Regions from separate parts of the Cricetulus griseus genome. Here region 2 is linked to region 1. A link is a contact called in public Micro-C data. All regions are on one chromosome and are shown on one strand. The core of a region is the stretch at or near the end of the contact, and the rest is flanking DNA. Distances in the headings are between cores, read along the strand shown.

Region 1 (6,881 bases), core at 1,518-4,017:
TCTTCTTCTTCTTTTCTTCTTTGTTTTTACTTTCTCTTCATTACTAAGTATCTCTAACTCTGCCCATTTCCATTCCTCACTTGGATGCTCACTCAGGTTCCTTCACCCCCCTTTGCTTCTGCCTCCTGTCTTCCCCTCCTCTCTCTCTTACCTCTCCTCTCTCTCCCTTCTCACCTCCACCTTGTCATCGTTGTCTTTCTCCTCCTCTCCTCTCCTCTCCTCTCCTCTCCTCTCCTCTCCTCTCCTCTCCTCTCCTCTCCTCTCCTTCCCTCCCCGCCCCTTCTCTCTCTCTTCTATATCTCTTCTTCCTTCTCTACCCCTGTTCTGGAGGAGTGTACTCTTAGACATTTCCAGAGTCCCTAGCACATCCTGCTTAAAGCCTCTTGCTATGCCTTTCCCATTCTCTGGCATTCCATCTGTAGAAAGTAACAGAGACAGGCCACTTTGTATTCTTTGTGTCTATCCTGCATCCTTGACAAAGAAGTGTAGCTCATTCATACCCATGTGGTTGGAGCACCCCACCCCCATCCCCTAGGATGTGGCTTGAAGGGAACTTGCAGTGACTCTTACCAGGAACCCCACTGCAGACTGTGTCCTTTTTCTCAGTTGTGATGTCCTTTGCACCCTGACACCACTGTTTCCAGATACCCAGGGAGTTTGTAACAGCCTGCTTAGGTTTGTCTCCCTAGGAACCTAGTGGTCATAATGTTGTTTGCTTGTAAATAAGAATAGAGGCCGCATGACCAACACCAATAAACAAATTATCAACGACCATGGAGTCAAAGGCTGGGTCCTCTTGTTTTTTTGTTAGGTGGCCAGTGTGTTAAAGAAAATTCATGTCTTCTTGTCCAAGAAACTGACTGACTTCACAGAGATTCAAGAACTGTCTGGAATTTCCCTTTTCTAGTGTTTTGGTAGAGAAGAAAAAAATAGACTAATTAGATCAAACAAGCAGATGTCCTTTGATGTCCCTTGCTCCACCCCCACCCCTTACATATGCAAATAGTTTCAGAAGAGGGGAAAAGCCCAAACACAGATCCAGGTATGTTTGGCCTTTCCTAATCAAGAGATAATAACAGATTCTTTGCTGTTGTTGTAATTATGATTCAAAAAGGACACATCAACATTGATCTGCATGTGAAGAATGTGCACCGGCTGAGGAGACTTAGCTCTGGGGAGACAGGGGAATAGGTCACCTGTGAGGGAGTGAGTCACTAAACACAACCTCAGAATGGCTAGGATTGGGAAGCCAAAGGTGGAGCACTGGGTTCAGTTAGCCTCATCCTAGAGTAACTATCTGAAGCAGGAGATGGGAGTCTCCACTGTCCTGTCAGGGAACCAGGCAGGTATATAAAAACATGCCAGTGGCGGGCAATACGTTCTGTAAGAAGTAGAAAAGAATTCTTCTCTAGTGGAAATATTTGTGGTGGGTGTGGGCAAGGAGCGAGCAGCTGAGAGACTGTTTAGCAGAGGCGATAACGTAGTTAGAAGGAGAGGATTTGAGGGTGGAGTTTGAAAGGACAAGCAGGCCGGTGCCTTGCATATCTGGTTCTGCACAAATTATGTTATAATGGCACACCCAGAACATTAGGGAACAGGGAAGCCCAGCAAAACTAACGAAGGCACAGCTGCTGATGGTTGGCTCCATGATCTCCTTTGTGGACCCACATTTGTAGGTGTGCAAGTCTTTTGAAATGATGGTATTTGCACATGACTTGTACACATCCTTCTGTGTGCTCTAAATCAACTCTAGATTACCCAATGCACAACAAACATGCAATGAGTTGTTATGCTGTGTCGTTCAGGGAATGACAGGAATATTCAGAGAGGTTGGGGGTGTAGCTCAGTGGTAGAACATATATCTAGGTTCAACCCTCTGCACCCCAGGATAGAAAGACAATCTTCATGCATTTAGTTAGATGCAGAGTTTTTCTTGACTATTTTTTTTTCTGCAGATGGGTGAATCTGTGAGTGTGGCTTCTTCCACAGATGCAGAAGGTTGACTGTATGTATATAGAATCAGCTTCTAGAAGCTGTCAGGCACCTCTAGAGCATGTGGAAGGTTTAGAGAACTACTGGACAGATGGATTTCTCCTGGGCTGCCTCCAGCACAAGTCTTCCTCATGGAGTGATGGCAACTGAATTTCATCCCATGCAGTGTGGTTTACATGGGACAGTGACAGCCAGATTCCTTCCAGGTGACCCTCTCTTCATTTGTTTGAAACGTACACAGCTGTCCTGACTCAAACAGCTGTGGCCCCAACCGTCCTCATCCCAGTTCTGGAGGAAGGTATCTTCAGGGACTCCTTTTTGTCTGTCCCCTCCTGACATACACTCAGATGTCTTTCCATGAGACCACCGCACACAGAATAGATATTCTTACTGGCCATCATGACCTGGATATTGCAAGAGAAAATTCAGAATCTGTGCTTTTTCTTCTTCTCTTGGTGACATTATTATTATTTTTCATTGTCTTCACAAAAGGCCACCACTGAAGAATATGAAAAAAAAAAATGGTGCCGTGTCCCTCTGTTGGAGATGCTGTGGTCTTCAGCCGATTTGATAAAAGAGGATGTCAGTAGAGAGGGAGAAAGGGAGACAGAAGAGCAGAGCTCTGAATTTAGAAACCTCGCTGTGCTCTCTGGATCTGATTTGGCCTAAGAACGCATCAGATAAAAATAACAAGTGGCGCAGCAGAGGACAGAGCTGCAAGCTTCTCGGCTGCCTGGGGCCGCGCATGCCCAGTCTGCACCTCTTTGGTGGCGAAGCACCGAACTGCATTCCCCAGCAGAAGGCCAGAGTGAGAAAGGGCCTGTGTTTGATGTATGAGCTTTGGCTTGCCATCGTGAGTCACCCCAGAACTAGCTGCAGGCAAAACAAAAATCTTTTGTGATTAATTAGAAAAACTGGACGATTATGAATTGACTGCACACAGCCGGGGTATAGTAATATAAATAGTAATGACTCCGGCGCGCCTGATGAACACTCGTGTTTATATGAGATCACTGGAGAAAGGCAAAATTTTAACATGGAATCTGCTGAAATAGGATGACTTTTGATCTTGGACAATTTGGGGGTCTTGACTGAGATTTCTATTGATGCCTTCCAAAGTGGTTCAAGTTGACCTTTCCCCTTCACACCCATCCAAATTCCGCCAAAGCAGTCTTTTATTCTCTTTACTTCCTTTTTTTTTTTTTTAAGATTGAACCCCCTCCCCCCCCCGTTTTTTGCTAACCTCCTTCCCAGCACATGGAATTGAGGTGTGGTTATCTTGCCCCTTTGGTGGCATCTGATTCTCAGAAAGAGAAGACTGATTTTGAGACCCTGTCTAAATTTCCAAGGGGAGAGCACAGCAACACCAGTAAGCTTTGTTATCAGGGAACACAAAGATCAGAATATTCCAGTGAGGTCTCCTAGCAAATAGTTCTTTTTCTGTTGGGGAAATGGGGAATGTCAAGTGGATAGGTCTGTACACCATAAAGTGTGAAGAGCAAAGCTTTTAGTAAACATGCACAAAGCACATACGCACATTCTCTCTCTCTCTCTCTCTCTCTCTCTCTCTCTCTCTCTCTCTCACACACACACACACACACACACACACACACACACATTTCATGTGTTTTACTGTCTCTTCTCTTTCTGAGCATCCTCCACCCTAAAGCTAGGGAAGGTTATGATTATTTCTTCTCAAGGAAGTTCCTGATGAAAAATAATTAAACCCTGACAGTGCCAGCAAATGTCAAAACACAAATTTCCTCAAATGATCAGATTTTAGCCACCAGGGTGAGCGAGTTACCCTTTGTCCTGGGGCAGTGGCGTGTAGCCAGAGATGGTCACAGGCCCGAGAGGAGAAAAGAAAATGCCATTTCGCTGCTCGATCATTCCCCTAGTCTCTACCCCTCTCAGACAAAACGTCTTCCAGACCTTTGAAATTTGGTTTCTGTCAAGCAATTAACTTGTCTCAACAGTGCATTCTCCATCTCCAAGTGCCTTTTCGGGGGGCCTCTGTTTGCACTCGCCAGAGTTCACATTGTTTTCTATTATTATTCAAGCAGGGCTGCCTCAGTAGTAAACCCATTGACCATTCAATCAGAGCGGTAGCTGCTGTGGATAATTAAAAGTTCCCAACCTCTTGCCCCAAGGCCACGCTAGAGCCAGTCAGAGAGGAGCCAGGTCCTAGCTGCTCAGGGACCAATCGATCAGCTGATTAACCCTTCTTACTGATTGGGTAGAGCTGATTGCATCTCTAGTAAAGAAATCTGCTTTGGCCCTGGGGCACAAAAGGCAGCTATACATTCAGGGTGGCTGAGCAAGCAGCTCAGGCAGTCAGTGTCCTTACACAGTGAAGGGAGGGAAAGAGACCTCTGATGGAAAGATTTTAATCTCTCCACCATCCCTGTCCCCCTCCCCTCCCCAGACTATTTCTCCTTCTGTTTCTAAAGAGAAGAATTTCTGCTTAGGTGTCAGGAATGGTGGAAGAGATTCCTGGCAGGGAAACTGTTGATTCTGCCTGACAATAGAGTGTACCCTTGCAAAAAGCCTGAAGCCAGAAAGCATCTTGGACACACCCTTCATAAAACAGGTCCCTCTCCAAGCTGGTGGCTCTTGGTTCCGACCAGGTGACTGGCTGACAGGGTTTGCATTTGCTAGTACATATTTATCTTTGGGTATGGATAAACAGTTTGCCTCTCTTGTGCTTATACATTGGCACAATGAGTAACATTTGCTGTATTGGAAAAGAGGCATTTAGCAGAAATGACTACCCTGTTGTCCTCAAAGGGAGTAGCTGAGATGCTATCGGGCAGGTGTGGCCTGACCATTCTGAGTAGCTCTCTTTGGCCATAAAGCTAGATCTCTACGGATTTGGTAGAGAGTCAAGTCAGAGAGCCCCCTTGGAAATCATTTGTCCTGCTGCTTCCAGGGATGTCCTTTTCATCTGTAGCAAAAGGGAGAAAAGTCATATTTTTGCAAAGCAGACTTTGCCAAAGCTAGAAACGTGGGGAAATGGATTCGTTTCAAAACAAACAAACACAAAAACAACAAACAAAAACCCGGTCAGGTTTGTTCCTGTTTTCTTGTACTGTAACTCTGACAGCAAGTAGACTTTTCAGAAACCCAGATGTTATTTACCTCATAGTGAAATTAATGAATGACAATGGAGACAGACCTCAGTCAGATTCGAGAGGAGGGGGGAAGCTGGTGACTTGAGTGGGGTGCAGCCCAGTGGTAGGGTAGAGAATGCAAGCTTTATGATCTGTTTCCAGCACCATGGCTAAGGAGCGCTTGGAGGGGCTTGCTGCTCTGAGGAGGCTGTGGGCAAGCCGGCAGGTGTGAAGGCAGTCTTGGAGGAAGGAAAGGGCATTGTGGAATCCCAAAGAAACATGATTATTTTCATCCTGAGCTTAACCAAAGTAAAAAGACCCATATGGCCAGGCGTTGGTGGCACACGCCTTTAATCCCAGCACTCGGGAGGCAGAGGCAGGCAGTTCTCGGTGAGTTCAAGACCATCCTGGTCTACAAGAGCTAGTTCCAGGACAGCCTCCAAAGCCTCCAAAGAGAAACCCTGTCTCGAAAAACCAAAAAAAAAAAAAAAAAAAAAAAGAAGACCCATATGAGCTCAGATATTAATTTCTTGACGGTTTTAATCTTCCTGTCTGAGAGAAGATTGATCCGAGCACTCATGTATATGCACACATGTGTGGGATTTTTTTTTCAATGAGCTTGAGGTTATTTAGTTTACTCTTAATACCTTGCTGAAATCAAAGTTGAATTTGGAAAAAAACAAAAATGTATAAAACAGATTTATGCTATTTTGGGAAAGAAAAGATGACCAAACCCAGGGCATAGGGATGACATCATGGACCTTGTCACTGCAATTGTAATGAAGAATTATACAATACTGCTAAGATATAATGTGGAAAATATCATAAGTACCTTCTTGGCCAGCTTGCTTGCAGTCTCATTTTTCTTGTAAATGCTGCTTATTATAAAGTCATTTGTAATTTTAAATGTTTTGAATAAAGCCAGGCTACTCAAAATTACTTGTCCGTGTAAACTTTCTCAGTGTTGAGAAGGAAGATGTACAGTGGATCTTAGACAATGTGTAGGAACACGTTACTGTTTCGTGGCTGGGTGAAACCGGGTCGTATATGATACAGAGCTTAACTGAAAATCCACTAACATTTGTGTTTAGCTTTTGAGGTAGACAGTCCCCATAGAAGTGTTTGCTCCTCGCTCCCACCATCCCCATCATTTTATAATTGCCTTTTTATTACAAGAGGAATAGAGTATCATATTCTATAAGCAAAGAAGAAAGCGTTAGTTGCAGCCAGAGCTGGCTGTCAGTGCTCTCTTTCTGCAGGAGTTAAATGTTGCTTTGCTTGCAGTGTTTCTGCAGATGGAAGCCACATCCCCAAACAGTGTGGATAATGAGTGGAAACCCAGCCCAACTCAAAGCAGGTAACATTCCTGAGAGGGAAGAGCTGTAACTTGAGACCCAGATTAGCCATTTTCTGTGTAGTAAAACAGACCACAGAGCATTCCACTCAGACAGCAGCAGGCAGCTTTCTTTCAAGACTGTTTATTTTCCAAAGAAAGCTGATGGAAATCCTGAGAGAGATGCAGTTTATTAAATGAATGCAAATGATTTTTCCCTTAGTGATTTGTCGTTTCCTTTTTGTTATCACTCAGAAATGTCTCAATGCCACAACAACACCAACAAACACACAACAAGCAAACAAACAAAACAAAACTGGACTTGTTTAAAAGTGTTTTCAATATGTGAAACAATTAAAAGTTCAGTTTATTCTCCTCTGCTTCCTCACTTCTTTATCCTCTTGCCCCCTTGAAAGTTTTTCTCAACTACCCAAGAAACCATGCAG
Region 2 (6,881 bases), core at 2,622-5,121, 80 kb before region 1:
GTGTGTGTGTGTGCATGCACGCGCGCACGCGCGCATGAACGCGCGCATGTGTTCATATTTGTATGGTTTTAGAAAACTGTGGCTAGTGAATTTGAGGCAATATTTTATAAAAGCAATTTTGAACAGAACTAGAAATTATGGTGATTTTAGTTTTCTTTCTCAGAGAGTCCCTGAATTCTTTTCTTTGCCTGTTCTTTGGAAACACTAATAGCAAAATAATATCTTAAGCTTTTGGAACTGCTGTGTATTGGAAATAGGTCTTCTGCAAAAAATGGCATGAGGCTGCTGGGAATTCTTGATACCTGTGTGGTCACTCTGTGATGCAATTGATCGGTAGGAGAAACTAACCAAATGATCATATAAAAGCAAGAAACCCAGTTGCTCTTCCTCTCCCCCTCCCCCACCTTTCAAGAAAAAAAAAATCCTTCAAAGGAATTTGGGTCAGGAATAGGGTTGTTTTCAATTTCTTCATTGCTGCCACATTTAACTTTTAATAAGAACGACTGCTAAATATTTAAGAAAATCAAGTCAATGGTGAAAATTGTTTAATCATTAATATCTCAGTGGGGTTTTAAACTTAACAGTCTTCCCTGTATGGACAAGGTCTAGCTAGAAATAACAGAAATAAAAGTATTATGCCACACTACATTTACTTTATGGGTTTAGGGTGCATGCATAAAGGGATCATATTTCCCCATATAGTTAAAACACAAGAACTGCAGCAGTAGTCATTTCTGAACATTTCTCAATTTAATTATACTTAAATCCAGAAGCACTTTAGGCAAGTTACAAATGAGAGCATTGAGTATAATAAAACCTGTAATAAAGCAACTTAGTACCATCCACCCGGAATCATTGCGATCAGGCACAATTAACAGGAGCATAAATCCAAGACAGAATGGAAAATGTTCGAATCAGTATTATTGTTGGACAAAGACTAGAGAAGGAAGTAATAGTTTTTTAAATGGCAATGCCTGTGCTTGGTAACGATTGCGAAATCTTCCCTCTCAGCAGCCCTGGTGCTAATTTGTAAACACAGCCAGACATTATATTGCCTGTCAGTTTCTGCATTAGAAAACATGATTTCATTTTACTTTCTAATCACGTTTTGATTCTAACACACTCATGGATACACAACCATCTGCAAAGAGAGAGGGGGGGCACCTCACACTGCTGCTGGACAACGGGAAAACAGTAAAGAAGCCTCAAAGGGTTTTTGTCCCTGATGTTTCCATATTCCTGCCAGATTTACTGTAGGCAGCAGATTTCTTACAAATTATTTCTGGTTTTCCTTGAGTGAAGGTGTGTGTGTGTGTGTGTGTGTGTGTGTGTGTGTGTGTGTGTACACATACACATGAGTGTGCTTTGTTACATTACCTTCAGGGTTTCCCACACCGCTGTTACCCCCATCCTGTCATGTCATTTCTATTGTGTTTCTTTGGCTTTGGCTGCCTGGACTCTGGGATCCCTGAGGTTCCCAAGCTGCTGAGAAGTGCCACACCAAAGCCACATGCATTTCTAAAGGTTGAATTGACTGGGGAAAAGATTAGGAACTCCCAAACTTCATTTAATTTTCAAAGAAAGTTTTATTCCCCATCCCATCCTGTTCAATGTGGATTATCTCCTGGGAGGGGGGAGGAAAAATGGGTTGTGGGTGTACAGTGAAACCTCTTGAGTTTTAAAGCTCCAAATTCAGTAAGCTAAGATGAGATGTTTATATATAAATGTCATTATGAGGGAGGGGGGACTGCCATCCTCCACCTTCCCCTCCCCCACCTTGCAGGGAATATTCATTTCCTTTTGTTTTGATTATACACTTACATTCATGTGTATCCTTTTGTTGCAGCATGTAGAAGACCCGGGTATTAACATCCCAGATCAAACTGTAATTAAGAAAGGTAAGCCATTTCCTTCTGCATTCCAAGCATGTCCTTACAGGCAGAGTGCTATTTAAAAGAACTTGCAGGACTGTATTTATTTTTTTCAAATAGGATTTCCTAAAGGCTCAGAATTAGCAAATAGATAGGCATAGAAGAACAGTGCTTAAACAACCGGCTTTCAGGATCTTGGTAATGGCAACAGGCTAGCTTTGTTCAGATCATGATTTCAGCACTGAGTTCAGTTATTCATATTTGGACAAAATGAAATGTGCAATATTGACCTGATTTGGAAGTGGTTTCATAGCTAATTCATTGTGTGGAGTTAAAGGCCATGAGGGTTAAAAAGTGTATCAAGCTAAAATAATACAAATAATTTAATATCAATGAAAAGACAGATTTTTTTTTTAAAGCCCTCTATTAGGGAAGAAAACTTCATGTTCTCTGATTTAGTTTCTAGTTTCTTGATTGAGTCTCAAGGCTTTAAAACTTGGTGAATTAGGTTAACAAAAATTTAGCTTTTGGTTAAAATTAGCATCTTGAAGATGCCACTATTGACCTAAGTATTTAGAAAAGAAATTGTTAAAAAGGTATTACAGGATTTGAATGAATTTATCATCTGCATTGTGCTTAGTGGGTAGGAATAAAGTTTCATGTATTAAATGCAATAGCAGTATTTTGTTGTTGTTGTTGTTATGATGGCAAAAATCTCAGGGTTCTAGATTCCACCAGAGGACCATGCTATATAAAACTGTTCTCATTTCTAACCCCAATCAGTATAGTGTAAGCTAGTTTAAAGTTTCATTTTTGCATCTGTGAAGTCTTTGTCATGTCAAATTAGATGTGCAAGGGATAAATCTTAAGAGGTGCTCTTTCCAAGTCGACATGATAATTGGCTCTTTTATTAGTAATCTCTCAAGAGTTCGTTTAACTCCTATTGTCTCTATTAGCCTCCCCAGAGCTATTAATGTCACAAGTGATCTATCCAAAACCTAGAGCCCCTCATCTCCCCATACGACTAGAATATCCCCATTAAAAAAAAAAAAAACATGCTGTGATGAGACTGTGTACATATTATTATTACATGTCTCTATGTGGGATTTTAAGATATAAATGCATTGTACTTAAGTGGTTGCGGACGCATCAGAATTAAATTGGTGTTAAGAAATGGACCCCTCGTTTGCCTGGTCTTGAATTTGTTTTCTAACAATGGTTGGTCCAACAATGACGGCTTATGGTTTTAACTGATTGTATATTCTACCTCCCCCCCGCCCCGGACTCTTTTGAAGGGCCTTAGGCAGACCGGGTTCAATTAGTATTTGCTCAACAAAAGGACTCATTCCTAGTGTTCAGCTGTAGGCCCTTTCTTGAGTCCTGTTCAAAAAATGGGCTTGGGATGATTTCCAAAACCCGAGCGTCTTTCAAAATGAAACATCAGGGTCTATCGATGAAAGGAGGTTAGTACAGTGTGTGACAACAGAATGCACCACTTGCTGGCTAAATGGAAATGTTCATTTACTGGCTGCTGCAGCCACCCAGAGTATCCACCGGCTTTAACAGCCATTTCTTTCCGCTGTGAGTCCTTCGTCCGCTAAACCCTGGCTACACCAACCCTGCCCGGGGTTTGCACATGAAACCCACCCGCTGTCTCCCCAAACGCGATCTCCTGCACCTCGCCGGCGCCCTGCGCGAGCCCGGGGCGGGGGGTAGCGACAGCATCAGCCATCTCTAGACAGCTTGCAGCAAGGGTGATGGCAGGAAGCCGCTGCGGGATGCCAGCGCGGTGGGCCCGCCCCCCAACACGCGCCCTCCTCTGTCTCCGCAGGCCCTGTGTCCCTGTCCAAGTCCAACAGCAACGCCGTCTCCGCCATCCCTATCAACAAGGACAACCTCTTCGGTGGCGTGGTGAACCCCAACGAAGTCTTCTGTTCAGTTCCGGGTCGCCTGTCGCTCCTCAGCTCCACCTCGAAGTACAAGGTCACGGTGGCGGAAGTACAGCGGCGCCTCTCACCGCCGGAGTGTCTCAACGCGTCGCTGTTGGGCGGAGTGCTGCGGAGGTGAGGCCCGGCCCCGCCCATTCCGCCCCGCCCATTCCACCCCGCCCCGCCCCGCCCGCGGACGCGGCCTCAGTGCGCCTGCGCCGGGGCAGTAGCGGCGCCGCACGCCGCCGGCTGCCAGGGAAAAGGGCGGGGAGGGGAGCGAGTGGCGCCCGGTGGGAGGGGCCGGAGGCGGGGTGGAGGGTGGGGTGAGGCGGCGCGCCTGCGCATTGCGGGGCCTCGGCTTTCTTCTGCACGCAGGCGCAGCGCTCACTGCTGCGGGCTCAGTCCCGGCCTTGGCAGCCATGGGGCGCCGTGCAGCTGCCTTTTCCCTGGTTGCACACAGGTTGCAAGCTCAGGAAAACTTGTGGGCTCCTCGCTTTGCCTTACCGAAGCGTGGGGTCTCTGATGGGAACCTGTCGCCCTTGAGTGGAGACTGGTTTTCAAGTAAAGCGAGACTTTTGCATGCCGCATGCCTCCCCAACCCTGGTTGCTGGCACCTCCCGCCAGAATGCTCCCCCTACCCCCAGCCTCTGCGCTAGCTTTCGACGGTTCTGATTTACTGTGATGTGTGACAGGGCACGTTTCCAGTTTCCGTTCATTATATGTAGCCGCTCTCAGGGACCACATCCGTTAACACGGGTTTCTCGCCTCTCTGAGGTGGAGTGAGATTCACAAGGGCCAGGGAATGTCTTTCCTGGGACCCAGCGGTATGCCCTCCATCTTAGGAATCTACCCGATGGTGTGAGTTGTAGGCCTAGTGTTACATTTGGTCAAATAGTATGTCTCTTACTCTCCTCTCCATGTCTAACTTTATTCCTGAATCTTAATGACCCGGAGTTGGGCCTTGGTGGGTACAGCTCACCTACATCCTCTAAGAGGGTTTTGCAGAATTAATACCAGCGACTGTCATCATCGTTCAGTCACTTGGTTTTTCCTTAGTTCTTTTACTGCCAGAGATCTTTCTCTGCCCTCTGCTTTTTCCTCCCCTTCCCCCATCACCAGTATCGGAGACTGCTTACCTAAGGGAGTATAATCTAATCCACGCAATTAAAGAGCCACTTGAGTAGGGAATAAAATCTGAAATTAATTAATTTGCTGTTTTATTTAAACAATTTATCTTAACCACTTTCTGATTATGGGAGTCTATTTAGACATCTATTTAGAAGCGCCTCCATTGTCTCTGAAATCAGGGAAATTTTTGAAGGCTGATATCAGCCATCATCCTTTTGACATTTCCAGTTATGCTCCTGACGTGGCATGTAAACAGTTGTCGAGATGCGTTTCCCATTGGGACCAAAGCGAGAGCATGAAATGTGAGCGTGATGATAACTTTGGTTACTGGGAACGACCTAACAGCAGATCTTGTGAAGACAATTTAAAGACCCCACTGGGGTTTGTGTTATTGTAGCAACAGGGAAAATACACAGTAATCAGCTGACCTCAAGAATACCTCCAGCTCCAGAGTTCAGAACTATGTGTTTGCAGCTCTTCTTCAGAGAACTAGAAACAGAAAAGCTCCCAACCTGCCACAATAGTCGCAACAATAACTGAACACAGTGTGTGCTTTACAGCTGAACTAGCCTTTATCTCCTACAACCTTTCTGTACAGTTCCTTAGGCTTCTCAGTTTTCAAGAACACATTTTAGAAAGTGTTCAAAATTACTTTAATGTGACACAGAGCAAGTCAATATTTTCTATATCTTTATGAAACAGAGCGAAGTCTAAGAATGGAGGACGATCTTTAAGAGAAAAACTGGACAAAATAGGATTAAATCTGCCAGCAGGGAGACGCAAAGCTGCCAACGTCACCCTGCTTACATCATTAGTGGAAGGTAAGCAAATCCACTTGCTAAGTAGAAGGGAACAGTTGTCTGGGGAAATGGATAATATTTAGTGGCCAGATGTTTGAGTGTGTTTTGTGTACTTTGGTGGTTTCACCTTTCCATGGAATATAGCTATAACTGGAAGTGAACAGAATTCTGGGATGTCAAGGAAAACCAAGTAACAAAGCCAAACAAAACTCCAGAGACTATATACACTCATGCCTATATGTTCTTCCTGTCTACCATAAAATTACCTTGTCCTCAGCACAAATCTGACCTAAACAATGCACAAATTTAAGAGCCACACATTCTCCAAGTTCCTGTCTCCTCTAAAGAACTCAGCAGTAAATCACTTAAGTTATTCTGACATCTGCGTTTGAGAAATGCGTGACCATTACTTCCTGAATTAATTTGGGAATCTTTGACCTGCATCCTGATTTAAGACTGTCCTGAAAGCTCAGGGTTAAAGCCCTTGTAGTAGTTGTTTTCTAAACATGTACTTCCTCATCTCCTGCTTCATTGTGTTTCGTTCTCTCCACGATTGAAAGAAAGTGAGCAATTTTAGAATTTGGATTGTCAGATACAGAAAGAGAAAAAGAAGCAGACACATTGTAAAAGAGTTTCTTATGGCAGATTTTTGAGCACACACACCCTGCCAAATTCCTCAAGACAAAAAGCCATCCCTGTCCAGTTAAACAAAAACTGTCACCAGAATCCGTTCATGTTCCTGCCTCCTAGATTCCTAACTTTTTCTGATAGTCAGTTGGTTTAAGGTTGGGATTAAGGGTTGGGTGAATGCATAGTTCTCTTGTGCTTTTCTTTGTGGCTTGTTATATCTCTTGTTAAAAGGAAAATTTAAAAAATAGTAATTTATTCCTAGGCAGATTTAAAACTAGCATTTATATTTCAATGAGGCAATTTTATCTTATTTGCATAGTGTGTTGGAGGAGATAGTGCCATTGGATCCAAGTTTTTTGGAAGTTTCTAGAAAGCATCTGAAACAAATGTTTTTGAGGAGGAATTCTATGACTTTCATGTGTTAAACGGTGTTGAAGATGAAGATGATGAAACTTAAAAAAAAAAAAAAAAGCAAGAAAACCCCAGCCATTGTTCAAGGCCAGAAATTCAAATACAGCCACATT

Evidence for each region. Hi-C and Micro-C count contacts between places; a contact is called where the count stands out from the background.
Region 2: a Micro-C map of the CHO-K1 cell line shows a contact between it and region 1, with 1.9 times the contacts expected there. The contact joins two enhancer-like sites. A contact is called at or near these places in 2 of 8 Hi-C or Micro-C datasets (both in the CHO-K1 cell line).

Annotation. Positions count from the first base shown.
Region 1 is chr3:260,321,242-260,328,122 of CriGri-PICRH-1.0, reverse strand. The region is part of intron 1 of LOC103163096 (a long non-coding RNA gene); the gene reads right to left. Among named protein-coding and RNA genes, the nearest start is that of Tfap2a, 91 kb to the left of the region's middle. Within about 2 kb of position 2,767, at least 3 of the 6 cell types and tissues checked have open chromatin away from gene starts, as enhancers often do. A contact at or near this core is called in the CHO-K1 cell line, where this site is marked.
Region 2 is chr3:260,402,576-260,409,456 of CriGri-PICRH-1.0, reverse strand. It overlaps Tfap2a (transcription factor AP-2-alpha), which reads left to right. Exons shown (of 8, transcript XM_027410398.2): 3 at 1,847-1,898; 4 at 3,703-3,934; 5 at 5,630-5,748. Among named protein-coding and RNA genes, the nearest start is that of Tfap2a, 10 kb to the left of the region's middle. Within about 2 kb of position 3,871, at least 6 of the 6 cell types and tissues checked have open chromatin away from gene starts, as enhancers often do. A contact at or near this core is called in the CHO-K1 cell line, where this site is marked.